3 separate regions of the Drosophila melanogaster genome follow, and regions 2 and 3 are each linked to region 1. A link is a contact called in public Hi-C data. All regions are on one chromosome and are shown on one strand. The core of a region is the stretch at or near the end of the contact, and the rest is flanking DNA. Distances in the headings are between cores, read along the strand shown. Region 1 holds the start of lncRNA:CR46258 (long non-coding RNA:CR46258). Region 2 holds the start of spen (split ends). Region 3 holds the start of dock (dreadlocks).

Region 1 (5,070 bases), core at 762-3,261:
TTAAATAGCTAAAAGTGGTGGTCTTAATGGGTCTTGAAAACTATTAAAATATACAAACAGAATTTAAATAGAACTTTATAAATAGTTTTCAGTTTTCTGCTTAATAGTTCTTGTTAACTATTCCAGCGTATATTGTTTTAAAACTTTTCTTAAAAAGTAATACATTTTCTTATCCACTTATTTGTGAGCTATAAATAAGCCTGATGCTTTCGGAAGGTTATGTGGAATATAATTTCTATTGAAATTAAAGACAGTTCTAGAACTATAAATGACTCAATATACAGCTTGAATTATTGCCAACTAACTTGTATCCATAAGCGCTTATCGAATCAAACGTTCTTCAATAGTTTCTTGATCTATATACAGAGTGTATGGCCCGTCTCGAGATATAGATGGCGTCTTACTGTGCAAGTCCCACTTGCATGAGTCGCGTTGATATCACTCGTTGGGTATTTGTTGGATGTGGGATCGGACGGAATGGAAATGGGTTCTGGGGGCTACGTTCAGATGGGTGTTGGGTGGGGCAGAGTCAGCCAGTCGGGAAACGTGCTTCGAGCAGAAGCAGCAAAAGCGATAAGAAGGCCAAAATGGCAAAATGGATAAGCAACTAACCGTGCGGACTTCGGGGGGCGGAAACTGAGGTGAGTTCAGGTGGTCGGGGTGTCCAGTGTCGCAGGTCCGGCACGTTTTATCGATTTCGATTCCGAAATGCATTCATTGGGTGTCAAATGGTTCGGGCCATAAATATATCAAATGGCAAACAGCGAAATGTAATTAGTTGACACTCTCCGCGCTTCGTAACACTCTCTCTTCTCTCCTCTCTCTTCGCGCTTCCCCCACAATGCTTATGAGGTGTGTCAGCTGCACGTACAACAGGTATCGACATCGATAACGAGACGACAAAGAAATTTTATTTAAATGAGCAAGAAAAGTTGGCTACTTTTTGAGCACCCTTTCATTTTATAAGATCCGTGCCGTTGGAGTACGTCTTTGAAAATATACAGAATGCTGCAAAACCCCACTTCTATCTCTTTTCCTGGTGACAACGATCGCTTTGGACGATCGTTGAACGTTATCAATGCTTAAATAAATCATTTTAATATCGGGTTTCATGCAGTCACAAAATCTTGGATTTATCGTTCGTCACTCGTTTCGTTTTGAATTTTTGTTGGCTGCTTTGTCTTGGCATAGTTAATCAATTTCTTGGATTTCTGTGTTTGCTGTGTGTTCGTCCGCATGTTTTGCTGTCAAAAAACGAGAGCTGCTGAGCAAGCCAGCGAAATTGAATGGGTCAGCTTGCGGTCAGATGGGAAAAGCGATCGTGATTAGTGGAGAGTTACGAGATAGCTTTGTAATGACAAAGTGTAATTTACAAAAGTGCATTTGTTCGTTGAGGCAAAATAATGGTTGCAGATAACTGCACAGGTGCTATAAAAAGAAGGTCGTCGACTAAACCCCGACTTGATAAAACTAAACTTGTAGCTCACCTTTATTCAACGGCTTCGGGTTGGACTGTTTGCGTCGTGACATTTCGAGTCCAGCTGCTGGACCGGAGGTATATCTTCAGCTACGTCGGCATCAAGTCTGCGGAAGATCCAGATTCGCGTTCCTTTTCGCGGACATTTACCGGCGGATGCTATATCGCACTCACACACAGGCACTCACTCTCACACACACGGCGAGTATCAATTATGGGCAATCAATGCGATTACTTGTATTATTTGTATTATTGGCGGCGATTAACAAGCCTTAATGAATTTCTAACGATCGGCGCGACGAAAAACGCGCGCGTTTTATGAACGAAATGGAAGTGGAATATTCCGATTGGAATGCAGCGGGCAGTAATCTCCTGCTCGATCTCGAGTCCCATCAATATCTGATCAGTGTTTTGCTCTTGATATTGCAATTAATATGCAGTCGCGTATTTCTTTACCAAAAGCCTCTCGAAGGGGGCGTGGCATGCGAGGGCGTTCTTAAAGACGTCCGTTCGAAGCAAGCGCTCGCTCACGAATGAAACGCAAAGCGAATCCGAAACCGACACGAAAGCTCTCCAGTTGGCCAAAGAGAGAGAGAGAAGGAGAGAGAGAGGGAGAGAGATAGGGAGAGAGAGAGAGAGGGAGAGAGCGCGCAATCTTATTAGAGCGCGCGCATTTCTTTCCATTTTGTTTTGTACTCGGTTTTTCATCGCTCCGCATGCTTTCGCGTCTGCTTCGCAGTCTGATAAGAATCAAAACAAAAACGCCGAAACATTTACGCACGTTTTCACACTTTTCTCACCATCCTTCCTTCTCTTTCCATTTAACGCATTTGCATCGGTATTTACCAAATTCTTGTTGGAAATTCTTGCTCATTGAAGTTCTCTTCTCCTATATTCTGCCATCTACTAATTGTTGCTACCCACAAGCTGAAAACTACTCGTTCACTTTGGTTTAAGCACTAGATTTTTTTATTTTCTTCCCACTTTCTTTTTTTGTACACTTTTTGACTACAGCAGCTGGCAATAGGCTTTAGTGTTAAAAACCCACAACGCAATTATGAGAAAAATGAAAAGATTCCACTTTGGGCCACTAGTTGGCGCTTTCACACCGCTTGCAAGGCATACTTTTAGGCTTTCCGCATAGATGGCGCCCCAGAAAGGCGCCAATTCAAAAACCTGGTAAATAGTGTTCTTATTTTAACCAAGAGTCACGATAGTTCTTGTCAAAAATAAATGTAAGCAATTACGACATCGTCCACAGAATTCTATTTCCTGTGTGAAGAACCATGGTCAGCATTTTATTTAGCTGCACTTCCGTTTCTTTTTTGCATAATTTCTTCATTTTGTTTCCCTCTGTTCGCTCACCTTTTTGTCTTGTAATTTGCACCTATTGCATGATTTTAATGGAAATTCCTCCTGCTTTGCATTGGACACTCATAGATTTTAAAAATTCGGACAGCAGCGGAAATGAAAAGCTTCCTGCGGGACAATTCCGCAGTTGAAAGGGGTGGGGGCGTTGGTCTAAGGGCAGGGCATGCAAATGGGGATGCATGGCAATAAATATCATAAACCAGTTAGCGACCCGTAATCCGCGCTAACATATGGCCGAGTCGATTAGCCACGGGAACTCCACGAGGTTTCCACCTTCCCCGCCCTCTACCTTGGGTCATTTGCGGTCTCCTTTCGCTCCGTTTCTTACCCATTTTTTCATCGCCGCCCTTCGCTAATCGCTAATGAAGTATACGCACCGTTGACCTTCGGAACGTTCATTACACTTTGTCGTTGGCTTTTTAGGCTATCCCTGATCGCTTTTGGTCTGTTCTCAATGCAATTCGGCAGTCACCCAAAAAACCTATAAATAAATGGAAGCAACAAAAGTAAGTGCAAGTATGCGTTTGCAACATCAATAATGATCGAGGTTGATAGTACTCCGTTGATATACTAAGCTCAAGGATATGACAGTGGATTCCAGAGCTCAATTTTCATATGTAAGCACATTCGAATTCTTAAAAATGTGCCAGAAATATCGAATGTGTCCGTATGCGTCTTCATACCAAATGAATATGTTGCGAAATACTTTCTAAATTCGGCGCTATTCAAAATAATAGCCTTCATTTCAATTGAAAACGAAGATCTTGTTAGAGGGGCGTCGGAAAAAATGACAAGCAACCATAACTAATATTCGGGGGAATCCCAGCAGTTTTAGCTTGAAGTCATGCCTATACTATAATGAGCGAGCTGCTTCTTTGTCCGTAACATCGATGCCAAATCAATCAGCTGCGTATATGCCCAATTTGTCGTAGTGTTTCACCGAATGTATTTCAGTGCCAGTACAAAACCCTCAAAAATACCGCTTCGTTATCCGTAACCGAGTCAGCCTTCCCTGCAATCATAGTGCAATACACTCGCCTGGAGGCCTGATGAGGATGTTCCGAGATTGGGAGCAGGGGCCTATACGAGGTAAGGTGAGCAACTTCCAGGTCAAGCAACTTCTGGCGGCAAGGCCATGCCCGTGACTAAAATGGAAATGAAAATGACAGCCGCGAAATAATAAAACAAAACAAAAAGTTAACCGAATATCTGCCGAAATTTTTGACGGGGGAGCTAATATCATTGACCCAAGGTGCAGTTACCTTGCGTGTTCACGCCGAGTGCAATGATCCGATGATTCGCCGGCATCCGATCGGAAACGACACGTTCCAACCCTGGACGAGGCGACCTTACCCTGAGCGCACTAATTTATGGACGACATGGGAAATGGGGGTCAATACACTGAGCCAGCAAATAGTGAAAAGTAAAGTTGGCGATTTAATATTTTCAAATCTTCGAAATGGTTGGACTTTGGTTCACTGAGGTTCAATCGCCAATAGAGTAACTGTTTGCAATCTAATCACTTGCTGCTGTTAAACCCATAATGGTAAATGTATTTTGAAATTATTTAAATTCTCCAAGGTCAACCGCTTTAGTTTGACTTCGTCAAGAACATTACGATGGGATAAACCTCACGTTTTGCAAATAAATTTGTTCTTAGAACTTTTTTCTTGTTATTTTAGCTTGCTTCAAAGAATGAATACTTTTTTTTCATGTGCAGGGCGTTCTCCATTAGCCTTGCTGTTCTCTTCCACTCTCTTTCGTCGATCGAATCTCTCTTTTCGGCCCACTTACTTCTCTTCTCACTTTTTCTGATGCTGATCCCATCCACTGCCAGGCCCAAGATCAGCGCTGCTGGGCTCCTTGCATAAATTAAAACAGCTGATGAAATTTGGCAAGTCCGTCGCATAAGCGAGCTAAAAAACCAAACAAAATGTTTCCCAAGCGGAGATAAAATTATTCACTTATTTTTGTTAAAAAGCTTCTTTGTTTTGGTCATTTGCCGTTATACAGACAGCCGTCGACGACGCCCACAAAATCACAAAATGCACTGCATTCGATCAAAGTCCAATGCGCTGACCCGCCCCCTTTCCTTGGATATTTGGGGGTACGATGGGTATTTATAGTAGCACCGATTGCAATAGAAATCCCACTCTCTCTCTCGCACTCTCGGTGGCTCTCCCTCCCGCCAAATAGTCGCTGCTAATTGGGGGCTGCCATTG
Region 2 (5,070 bases), core at 1,850-4,349, 330 kb after region 1:
CGTAAAGAGGGTTGGTGGTACAGCATGTTAAAATTCCATGCACTAAAGAAGCATGGAAACTACAAGAACAACACGCAGTCGACGCTGAAGTTTGGCAACGTTGCCGCGAAGCGCCATTTCGCTTGCTCTCGCTCTGCCTCGCTGCGGCTTTCGTGAAATGAGGCAACGTCGCTTTGTTTGCTTATAATTGACGTTTGCCGTCTGACGTGGTTGCTAGAGCGAGATAGCCAGCTGTTGTTGCTGCTTCAGCGCACAAAGTACATAGGGTGTTTGGGTTTGTGTGTGCGTGCCATATACTCGTGTACATAAAGAATTTATAGCTGGTACTTTTCTCTCGTACATGGAAAACGAGAAACTCGCTGTGTATTTATAAATGGCTATGTGGTCATGTGGTGCGCTTCTTTTGCTTTGTTATTGCACGTTCTTCCATAATTCGTGTAGTTTTGTAGCTCTAAATCTCCTACGTATTTTCTTTTGGGGCGCAGCAGGAAATCACCCATACATCTGTCAATTTCCTTGTTGGTGTTCGTGAGCGAACAGCTATATTATTGAGTGCCCTATTTGTATCTCGCTCTGATGCACGGAATAAGCTCCAACGGTGCCGTGAAAGTTTCTTTGCTGCGACGTCGCTGTTGCCGCGCTGCTCATCCAAACTTGGGTTCGCAGTGCTACGCGATTTCAGTCGATTTGTAGAACTGGTGGGGTGCGGCTCGCAAAAAGCCTCTACTATAGGGACCCCTACACGAAAATCCCACCTAATTCGCTAATTGGGCAGCCAGGATAGACGAAGATTATTCCGAAATTTCTCCAAATGCTTGGAATAGTTTAGTTTTTTAGTTTGCCATTTTGTTGTACATCTCTTGAAATCTTCATTCCCTCCAAAGGAGGAAAAAACCCATTAAAGACAGGCGATTCAACTAGAACTCATGAATATTGTCAGCAGCAGCAAAGAGAAAACCAGTTTTAGTATGTGTTTAGTAGTATCTGCTTTTCGTGTTGTGGCTACGTGACCACACACCAACAGCATTTACCAGAAAGAGAGCGCTAACTTTGTAGTTTTCCTCTCCCCAATCTCACACACTAACGGGATGCCCTGTGCGCACGCACACAAAACGGGTTAAGAAAAAAAAAAAATAAAAAAAAATAAAGACGCTGTACTACATCGCTTCATCTCGCTCACACAGCAGCTGAATCGATTTTTCAAACGACACGACAATTTCTCTCCTGTTGTCTCGCTCTGACGCCCGCAACAATGGCTGCCCCGTACCCATTGCTCCCTTGCGTTGTTCGTTTTTGTAGTTTGGAGTCCGCGCACACACGCAGTATTTATATTTATATATACGGGTTATATATAGTCGCCATGTTACTTTTTCGAACGTTGGGGGAGCTGTCAGCCTGGATTTTTCGCTACAAATTTCCAACGTCTCTCACTGCCGCTGCTTCTGCCGACGTTGCACGTCATCCGTTTTAGTATGTATGTGTGCTTTGAATTTCTGATGAAATTCTTTGCTTTCGAGTTAATTGCTGCCCGCCGTCGGCAGCAAAAAGCCTCTGCCTCGGTCACTGCCTCTGCCGGCGTCACTACCGCAGAGCTCACTTTTTTGTTGTGCCAATTTTCTTTGTACTGGTGTTCTACCAACTGCTTTAGACCGCCCGAAGAAGAGGAAGAAAGTTTTGCTCTGTACAGAATATTTTCTGGGAGTAATGGACGATTTCGAACGACATGTCTAACCTGACTTTTGTCCGAAATCAGCTAATGCTTATTAAAAGTATTGTGCTCCTTGCTAAAAAAATTATAAATATATCTTACAAAAACACTATATATCTTACTATATTAGAAAATTCTGAAACCACTTTTATTTGGATTGTTTGTTTATATGGTATTTTAGTTGATAAATTATGACGTTTTTTGGTACGGGCATATTTTCCTTTAATTAGACATTTCATTGTGCTAATTTTTCTTTTATTGGACATTTAGTTATGCACTTATTTAAACACATACCCAAATTTCAAAATACATGGGCTTTTATTGGGTTATCACATTATTTCCGTGAATGGATTATTTGCTCCATTTATGTGGATTTTCAATCGAGTGATCCATTCTTACCATTTGCGTTGAGAGCTGAAATACAGATAATGAATACGTTATTTATACGATATACTTCTTTGAATTATAACACTAGCTATCTTTCCATGAACAAAATTCTATAAACTCTTTTTTAGAAACCCAAAAATACGTGCTTAGTTCTAAAAATATAATAAATATGCTTTTATTATAATTTGCTACAAATCATATTTATTCAAGACTTACACCATTGGAGCTGCTTTCCTTGGCCGATCATGGAAGAATCCTTTTTCGCTGCCTCAGTAAATTAAATTATTGTGAACTCGGTTTGGACTTTATTCGAAACTGACGCATTGTACACGTTATATTTCGAGGCAAAGGTTTTGCTATGCTCTTTCGATAATTTCCAAAAATGGTATCGACGCGACCGTTGAGTTTTGCCTTTTCTGCGTGTCGAACCGAAATAACCGAACCGAGTCCAAATGTACCGATTTGATTTTATTTAACACTCGGTGTATTTTACGTTATTTTTCCATGTAATTTATTCACTCTGGGTTATGAGGTGACTTTTTATTCGGCAAAAGGCATCACAAATTTAAATGGAAAACAATAAAAAAATTTAATTTTTATCATTCAGTAGGCTTTTCTCGTTGATCAATTTACTTTTGCCTGTTTTTTCTTGTATTTTACTGTATTTCGATTAACGCTTGCAATATTCCTCTCGCTGATGATGCTGATGTTGTTGCTGCATCTGCTTTCGTATTGGTGAATTAATGCATTTTCGCACACAAAACCACTCGCGCACACACACACTCAGATATATAGCAGCCGCTGCTCACACAAACACACTCAGAATGGGGAAGGGGTGGTGGCACTTGCCTTTTCAGATAATAACAATTTATTTTCGCTGTGTGTGTTTTGGCGGCGTTTTGTTTAATCGCTCGCCGCCGTTGTTGTTGTACTGCTTTTTTTTTAGCTCGCTGCAAACGACGCGCGCGGTCCGTTCACTCCAAAAATTTTCAAAACAATGTGACCGTTAGTGATGCTCTTGTGTGACCGACACAATGTGGTCGCAGCAGTGTCCTATGAAAATACACACACCCTAAGTTAATACCAAAAATATACTAAACATTTATTTTGTCCAGCACCCAAACCATTAACATCAGTTTTTCAACAGAACTATGTTAAGCGCAGGTGTTAACTTATATTTATTTTATAAGTGGACTTTGTTGTCCTGAAACTTAATCATCACCAGAATCATTATCATGCTCTCTAGCTTTATTTCTCGTTTAACTTATGAAAACCACAAATATCAAAGACCAACATAACATAGCTTTACACCGGAAAAGTATAGTAGATAGTATAGCCAAGGAGTCAGCTCTAGCTGTGTTGGTTATCGTTATCGCGGCTAGCAGCTTGTTTTGTTTTGCTTACACGACAAATAAATAAATATAAAAGAAGTATGAGTAATTTAAAATCGGACCTGGATGAATACTTGCTACTGCAGAGTGATCAGAAGAAACCAAGTTTCAACGTCAAGTTGCCACAGCTGAAAGTTCCATTTTTCTCCAGCTCCGACCCAGAAGCAAATAGTTTTCTGAAAGATAGCGACTCATGTTTTCCAAAATTGGTGGGTTTATCAATCTCTGGTGTGTTCAGAATGTGCTAATTTAAAATTGAACTTTTCTAGTCTCGCCTGCAGCGAATCGTGGGCTTCGTGGCCTGTTTAGGAATGGGCGCATTGTGCATGACCCTTTCCACGTTCTACATTCCCTTCCTAATATTGAAGGCCAGAAAGTTTGCCTTGCTCTACACCCTTGGCAGCCTCTTTTTCATTTTGAGCTTTTGCTTTCTCTCCGGATTTGGATCCTTTTTAAAGCAAATGTTTTCCAAACCAAGACTGCTCACCTCGCTTTCATATAGTTCCTGTTTGATTTTAACCTTATACTGCGCCTTGGTGGCCAAAAGCACCGCATTTACAGTCCTTTTTGCAGTGGCGCAAATAATTGCATTGCTCTTTATGGTCCTGGGCACTGTCCCTGGGGGAGCTACGGGGCTCAAGTTCTTCGGACAACTCTTCAAGAACACCGTTTCCGCTTCAACAAGTGTACTGCCTGTATGAAGGAGGGGAAATCTGGAAAATGAGCTCCACCACCGCAGCAATAAAAGTAACTTATTAACTCATTGATAAATCTAAAATAAAACTTATTTGTGATACCACGCGCCTCCCAACTGTACGATATCAACTGTATAGATATTTATTCGTAGGGCTTATTTAAAATGCGTTCTTACTATAATTTCATCATCATTTTCAGGTATTCGAAGAAAGGCCAGTTCTGCACGTTGAAATTGTAATAGTAATTGTATATAAAGACAAAACTGGAGTGTAATGCATATTTCGTCTACACATTTTATACTTTATTGACTTCCACCTAGCGAATTCAGATAATTTGTGCACAACAAACTAATCTAAGAAGTAACGTGGGTTTCAATAATCGCTTTCGCTCTTACTATTCAAAATTGGTCATTCATCGATCTCTCCCAGATACAAAGTCTTATCGCTGGATCCAGATAGAATCAGGGGTTCTTTTGGGCTGAAATCCACGGCATTGACACTGCCATTGTGTCCGGGCAGCTTGTAAAGAATTCTCCTTGTATTTACATCCCAAATATAGACATGCCGATCGGCGGAACCCGATGTTATTTTATCGCTTCCCGGCGACCAAGCGCATCTCAGCAGATTCTTCTCAAAATTGTGCTGATGGCCTTGGAATACCTTCACACATCTTTCCCCGGGTGCATAAGGTCTCACGTCCCACACCCTCAAGGTGTTATCCATGGCATTTGTCAAGATAAAGTCTCCTTCGGGGGACAAGGACATTCCGGTAATCGTATCCGAATGCCCTCGCAGATGGTGCAAGACAGCCTGTTTTCGAATGTCCCAGATTTTGACTTCGTTGTCGATCCCGCCGCTAATTACTTGTTCTCCAGTGTCACCAAAACAA
Region 3 (5,070 bases), core at 826-3,325, 340 kb before region 1:
AGCGGGAGTGAAACCGTAACCGAACCCAGATAGAAACGGAGAAAGAACCCGAAAAAGATTATATTTATGCAAATGCTGGAGTGATAAGGGGGCGGTTCAGTTCGGTTCGCTTGGGGACTTGGTAAACATGAAACGCCTGGCTGGCTGGCTGGCTGCCAATGAACTGAAATGCACCACCGTTGGATTCGGATCGGTGTTTGGATTTCTTTGGCTTGGTGATTGTTTTGTTATTGTTTGCGCTTGCATAAGCCCAACAGCCGAGACATTGACATTACACTGCTGATAAAATCCGAAGAAATCGGAAGGAACTTGCTGATAAGTTCGTTAGCGCGGAGAAATTGTCAAAAAATATATTATGAACTATGATTTGATAAGATTCCCTACTGCTACTGCAATAAATGAATATATATTTTTAAAGAATTCTTTGTGGTATGATTTCTTAGCTTCCCGTATGACAAACATTTATGTTTTTTTCCGGTGCACTCGTTCATTGTTTTCCTGACAGCAGTTCGTCTTTTCGCTGAGAGAAAGAAAGAGTTGCACGTGCTTGGGGGACAAGCCCACAAGTTTATGAGGCGGAAAGTTTGTTTCCCCGTGCTGTGTCTGTGTATTGGTTGAAGATCGGTTCCAGACGAGGGAGTATAGTCATTGGTCCCCAAGAAAAGCCATCACGAACGAATTGGTGGCCCCGAAACGGGAGCATTTGGGTCTATAACATTGAGTTACGACTTCGGTGGATGGATGGGGCAGCCATGGAGGAACTGAAAGTGGGGCACTCTTATCTGGATCTCGGGGCGTGGGAGGCAAAGGGCAGCCTGTTTACATAAGATCACTCATTCAGGGAGCTGGGAGTCCACTCCCGCCCGGGTTGATTAAGTAGATGCTTTTGCTGGGGAATGGGATTCGAATGGGGTTTCGGTTTCGGTTTTGTTTTTTGTATTTTGTATTTTTTTTTTGGCTTTTGTTGCCGAGGGAGTTTGCGACATTTGCCGGCCGTTTCGTTTAGAGATGCTGCGCAAAATCTCTGCGAGGTGGTGGCTTTTTGGCAGCGAGAGGGTGGACTTCTCGTCCTGCAAAGGATGGCAGGACTCGTTCCCAGTGTTGTTAAGAGTACAAGCTTTTGTACCTGGCACAGGCTTTTGAAAAACACAAGTACCTACTATAGTAGTATTTGAGCAATGAACATATTATAGATTTATGGTAAGTGAAGCATCTTCACGATTTATCTGTTTCATCTATCTAGACAAGGGAAAGGGTACATATGTACACACATATATATCGGTGGCACAGTTTGCCGTAAACACGACCATGGTTACCCAAAAAAAGGTGATGGAAAGCGGAGGGCTAAGGGTTGCAGCACCGCCCACTGGGCGGGTGGTGGACCGAGCCAAAGGACTACGCACCACCAGGTGACGAGGGCGAGATAAAGAGAGAGAGCGCAGGTCAAGAGAGAGAGAGAGAGAGCCGAGAGAGAGAGCCGTGAGAGATTCGAACAGGAGCTAAAAAGGAGCAGCCGAATATTTTGTGTGTACCTACCGGAGACGAAGCGGTTGGACTGGCAACTCCTATATTCCTCCTGGATCTCCTTATCCTGGCACTCCTTATCCGTATCCGTATCCTTATCCGGAAAGTCGGAGTCCGTATTTCTCGGTCTTAACCCTTGGCAATCCTCAGGATTTGGGAGTGGAAGACATGGGATAAGACACTGCTCCTGGAACTCCTGGAACGCACTCTATATCACTTCCACTTTCCACTGGGCTATTGCACTTTACACACACTTAAAACACAACTTTAATTATAATACACCTAGGCGTGAGTGTGTGTGTGTGAGTGGGGCGGGGGTGAGCCTGTGTGTGTGTACATATGCTGCTGCCGCGATTGAAAAACACACAAATCCTGACAAATAAACGCTTTTCCACGCTTCTGATTACCGCACACGTTAACTGCGTTAAGTGGCAAATTGTTTGCACAATTTTGCAGCGCTCTCTTGCGGTTAACTAATTAAATTTTAATGATTTTGCCGGAGCCGTTTCTTTCACGTCGCCCATCCGATTTCGATGTGCGGAAGGCGATAGCGATTGACCACGACCAGGGCTGTCAGGTGGCGTATCAGCGGTTTTTCTTAGCGAACTATCGATAAGCACGTTGCGCGCTGTGCAGCACTTGTCCGGTCATCGGGTCTATCGATATCGGGTGGCGTTTTTGTTATGATTTTGGATTACATGGTTGGTTTAACCCGAAATACCATGCTGAAAACTCGGGGTATTGTGCTTGGCATCAGCAGGTCGTACACCGCCAAGGCGAAGAGGGGTGTGCTGGCGCAGGACAAGTCGAAGATCAAGGAGTACTCACCGAAGACGACGGACAGCCATGAGCACCGAGTTTACGTGTGGGGCTTTCAGGAAACCGGCGCTCTCGGTCTCCAGACCAACGTGAAGAAGGCCAAGGAACGCTACACGGAGATGGTGCACCATCCCACCCGCTTGCAGTTCTCCAACAACAACGAAATCACGGATGTGGCCGCCGGCTACGGGTTCACGGTCTACGCCGTGAATAGAGATGACGGAGAGACGCTCTTTGGCAGCGGTTTGAACACCGACTCCCAACTGGGTTTCCAGGTGAAGGGAAATCCCAATGATCCGGCCAACCTTGACGTGATCATTTATCCTACAGCCATTAAACTGCCGAGAGTTCAGGGAGAAACAGACGAGGACATGCGTGTGAAGAGCATGTCGGCGGGTAGAGCTCACCTGGTGGTTCTGACCCAAAACGGAACCATTTTCACCCTGGGAAACAATTCGTACGGCCAATGTGGCCGCTCCATCATAGAGGAGGAGCGGTACAGCAAGAGTGCCCTGATCCACAGGATATCGCAGGAAGATATATGCGGCAAGGAGGATGAGGTGGTCCAGGTGGAGTGCGGCCAGGACCACAGCATGTTTCTTACCAAAAAGGGACGCATTTACACATGTGGCTGGGGTGCGGATGGTCAAACAGGTCAGGGAAACTACCACACCGCCGGGCAGATAACCCTGATTGGAGGAGATGTGGAAAAGGAGAAGATTGTGCGGCTCAGCTGCTCCTCGGACTGCGTTTTGGCCCTTAACGAGGCGGGCGATGCCTTTGGCTGGGGCAATTCTGAGTACGGACAGCTAGATGACTCAGAGCTGGCCGAAACCCAAATAAATATCCCTAGAGCTCTCAAACTAACGAAGTCCATCGGGAAAATCAAGGATGTGGCTGCGGGAGGCTCATTTTGCATGGCCCTCAACGACCAGGGTCTGGTGTACACCTGGGGCTTTGGCATCCTCGGCTTCGGACCCTTCGTGGAGCAAACATCCAAGCCGCAGCATCTGTTGCCGCCTTTATTCGGACGAAATGACTTCAGCAACGAAACCACAGTGGTTTCCATCGGATGCGGAGTGTTTCACATGGGCGCCGTCAACTCGGACGGAGATCTCTTCATGTGGGGCAAGAACAGGTTCGGGCATCTGGGGCTGGGACACAAGAAGGACCAGTTCTTTCCCTTTAAGGCGGCCATCAACGGAAAGGTCACCAAAGTGGCCTACGGAGTGGATCACACCATTGCCTTGTGCAAGCCGTTCTTCTAGATTAAGCTGTTTGTTTTAGATTAGTTAACTTAAAGTATACTCTAGTCGAAAATACTATTGCCAGTGGCAGCCCAACCAATAAAGATCACACTGCTAAAGATCACAAATTCGCGTTTAATACATGTAAGTAGTTTAAAGAACATTTAGATTAATTTACTTGTTTCTCTTACGCATGCTGATAGTTGCCATGTTTTCCGCCCTCAGGTTGTTTTTGCTGTAAATAGCTTCGTTCTGAATCCGTTCTATACATTAATTGTTAGAATAGAGTTTAAGAGCATATATATAAAATATGTACTTGGAATGCCGCAGTGTGTCTGTGCGCGTGTACCGATCCAATCTCTCCGTATCCTTTCAATCCGCCCTCGAGGCTAATACATTTCACGTATTTGTCACAATTTCGTCGATCGCTTTTGATTGCGTTCTAGGTACATTTTCGTTACGCTTCCTTACTAGGGTCTATAATTTGCTAAACTCGCTTGGCCAATGATGATATATCCACCCGGAGTGGGTGTGTGTCCTGCTAACCAGTGGTAACCAGATCTAGACTTGTAGGCATGGCTCTGTGTATGTATAAATCGATTCTAAGTAATAATTTGTTTAGGTTGTGTTATCATATGGGTGTTGTAGCTTAAAAGATCCTCCTCCTCCTCCAAAGCTCAGGCCTGTTGCCTAGCCTCGTTGGCCTCGTAGGCCTCCACCTCGGCGATGTTGGCCAGGTCGTACTCGATGACGCCCTTGCCCATGAACTCGGCGTACTTGGCTGACTCCGGCAGCGGATCAGCCGATCTCTTCGAGACTGTAATGGGTCGAGGAATGGGAATGGATCAGTAAGTTGCTGGCACCTGTAAGACATTGCTACTCACCGCCTGAGACGAACTTCTCCATCATGTAGACCTTCATATCGAAGCACTCGTTGGCAATCCGCTCCGAGATGAGCGAGACATCGGTGATGCGGGGCATGACCACACGCATCTGGCGCCGCACGCGCTCCGTATCTATGTTGTAGTAGCCAGTGCTCATCTTCTTTATGAGATCCACAAAGCTGGTCGGGGGCAGGGTCGTGTCCCGATCCAAGGGCATGATGAAGCACCGTCCGGTGGTAGTGTCGATAATGGCCGACTGGTTCTCCTTGAAGTCGTGCATGAAGCGACCACGACGTCCATCCTTGAAGTCGGGCACGTCCACGCGTGCGTAGCCCTCGTCATCGCTGTCACCGTCCAGTTCGATGTCCTCGCGGAAGTGGCTCTCGTCCAGCGATCCACTGTTGGGCATCGGTTGCGCGAGCTCGGGTAGCAAGGAGCGCCAGTTCAGGGCGAACGGTTCCACGGTGCGCGGATATACCCGCGCCATCTCCATCGAGTCCTCCGGATAGGGGATCTCGCACAGGGCGTGGTAGCGCATGCTGCTATGCGACGGAGCGTACACTCGGTACAGGGTCCATCCGCCCAGGACACCCAGG

Evidence for each region. A called contact is a pair of places that touch in the nucleus more often than the background predicts.
Region 2: a Hi-C map of the Kc167 cell line shows a contact between it and region 1, with 2.8 times the contacts expected there. The contact joins the promoter of spen here to the promoter of lncRNA:CR46258 in region 1. A contact is called at or near these places in 7 of 107 Hi-C or Micro-C datasets (the Kc167 cell line, the S2 cell line, embryo and 1 more) and 1 of 6 datasets of contacts at active chromatin or transcription factors (the Kc167 cell line).
Region 3: a contact with region 1 is called in a Hi-C map of the Kc167 cell line, with 2.8 times the contacts expected there. The contact joins the promoter of dock here to the promoter of lncRNA:CR46258 in region 1. A contact is called at or near these places in 4 of 107 Hi-C or Micro-C datasets (the Kc167 cell line, the S2 cell line and embryo) and 1 of 6 datasets of contacts at active chromatin or transcription factors (the Kc167 cell line).

Annotation. Positions count from the first base shown.
Region 1 is chr2L:487,776-492,845 of dm6, reverse strand. lncRNA:CR46258 (long non-coding RNA:CR46258) reads right to left here and starts at 2,011. Exons shown (of 1, transcript NR_133060.1): 1 at 197-2,011. It overlaps ush (u-shaped), which reads right to left. Exons shown (of 9, transcript NM_001272902.1): 2 at 1,488-3,329. The coding sequence starts at 1,530.
Region 2 is chr2L:157,061-162,130 of dm6, reverse strand. spen (split ends) reads right to left here and starts at 3,099. Exons shown (of 11, transcript NM_079979.5): 1 at 2,312-3,099. CG33635 reads left to right here and starts at 3,467. Exons shown (of 2, transcript NM_001032044.2): 1 at 3,467-3,695; 2 at 3,756-4,295. The coding sequence starts at 3,528. The coding sequence ends at 4,187. It overlaps CG3436, which reads right to left. Exons shown (of 3, transcript NM_001298614.1): 3 at 4,465-5,070. The coding sequence ends at 4,590.
Region 3 is chr2L:822,974-828,043 of dm6, reverse strand. It overlaps dock (dreadlocks), which reads right to left and starts at 2,075. Exons shown (of 6, transcript NM_164390.2): 1 at 1,537-2,075. CG3862 reads left to right here and starts at 2,183. Exons shown (of 1, transcript NM_134706.2): 1 at 2,183-3,715. The coding sequence starts at 2,247. The coding sequence ends at 3,611. It overlaps CG3662, which reads right to left. Exons shown (of 4, transcript NM_001258898.3): 2 at 4,475-5,070; 3 at 3,907-4,407; 4 at 3,707-3,853. The coding sequence ends at 4,268.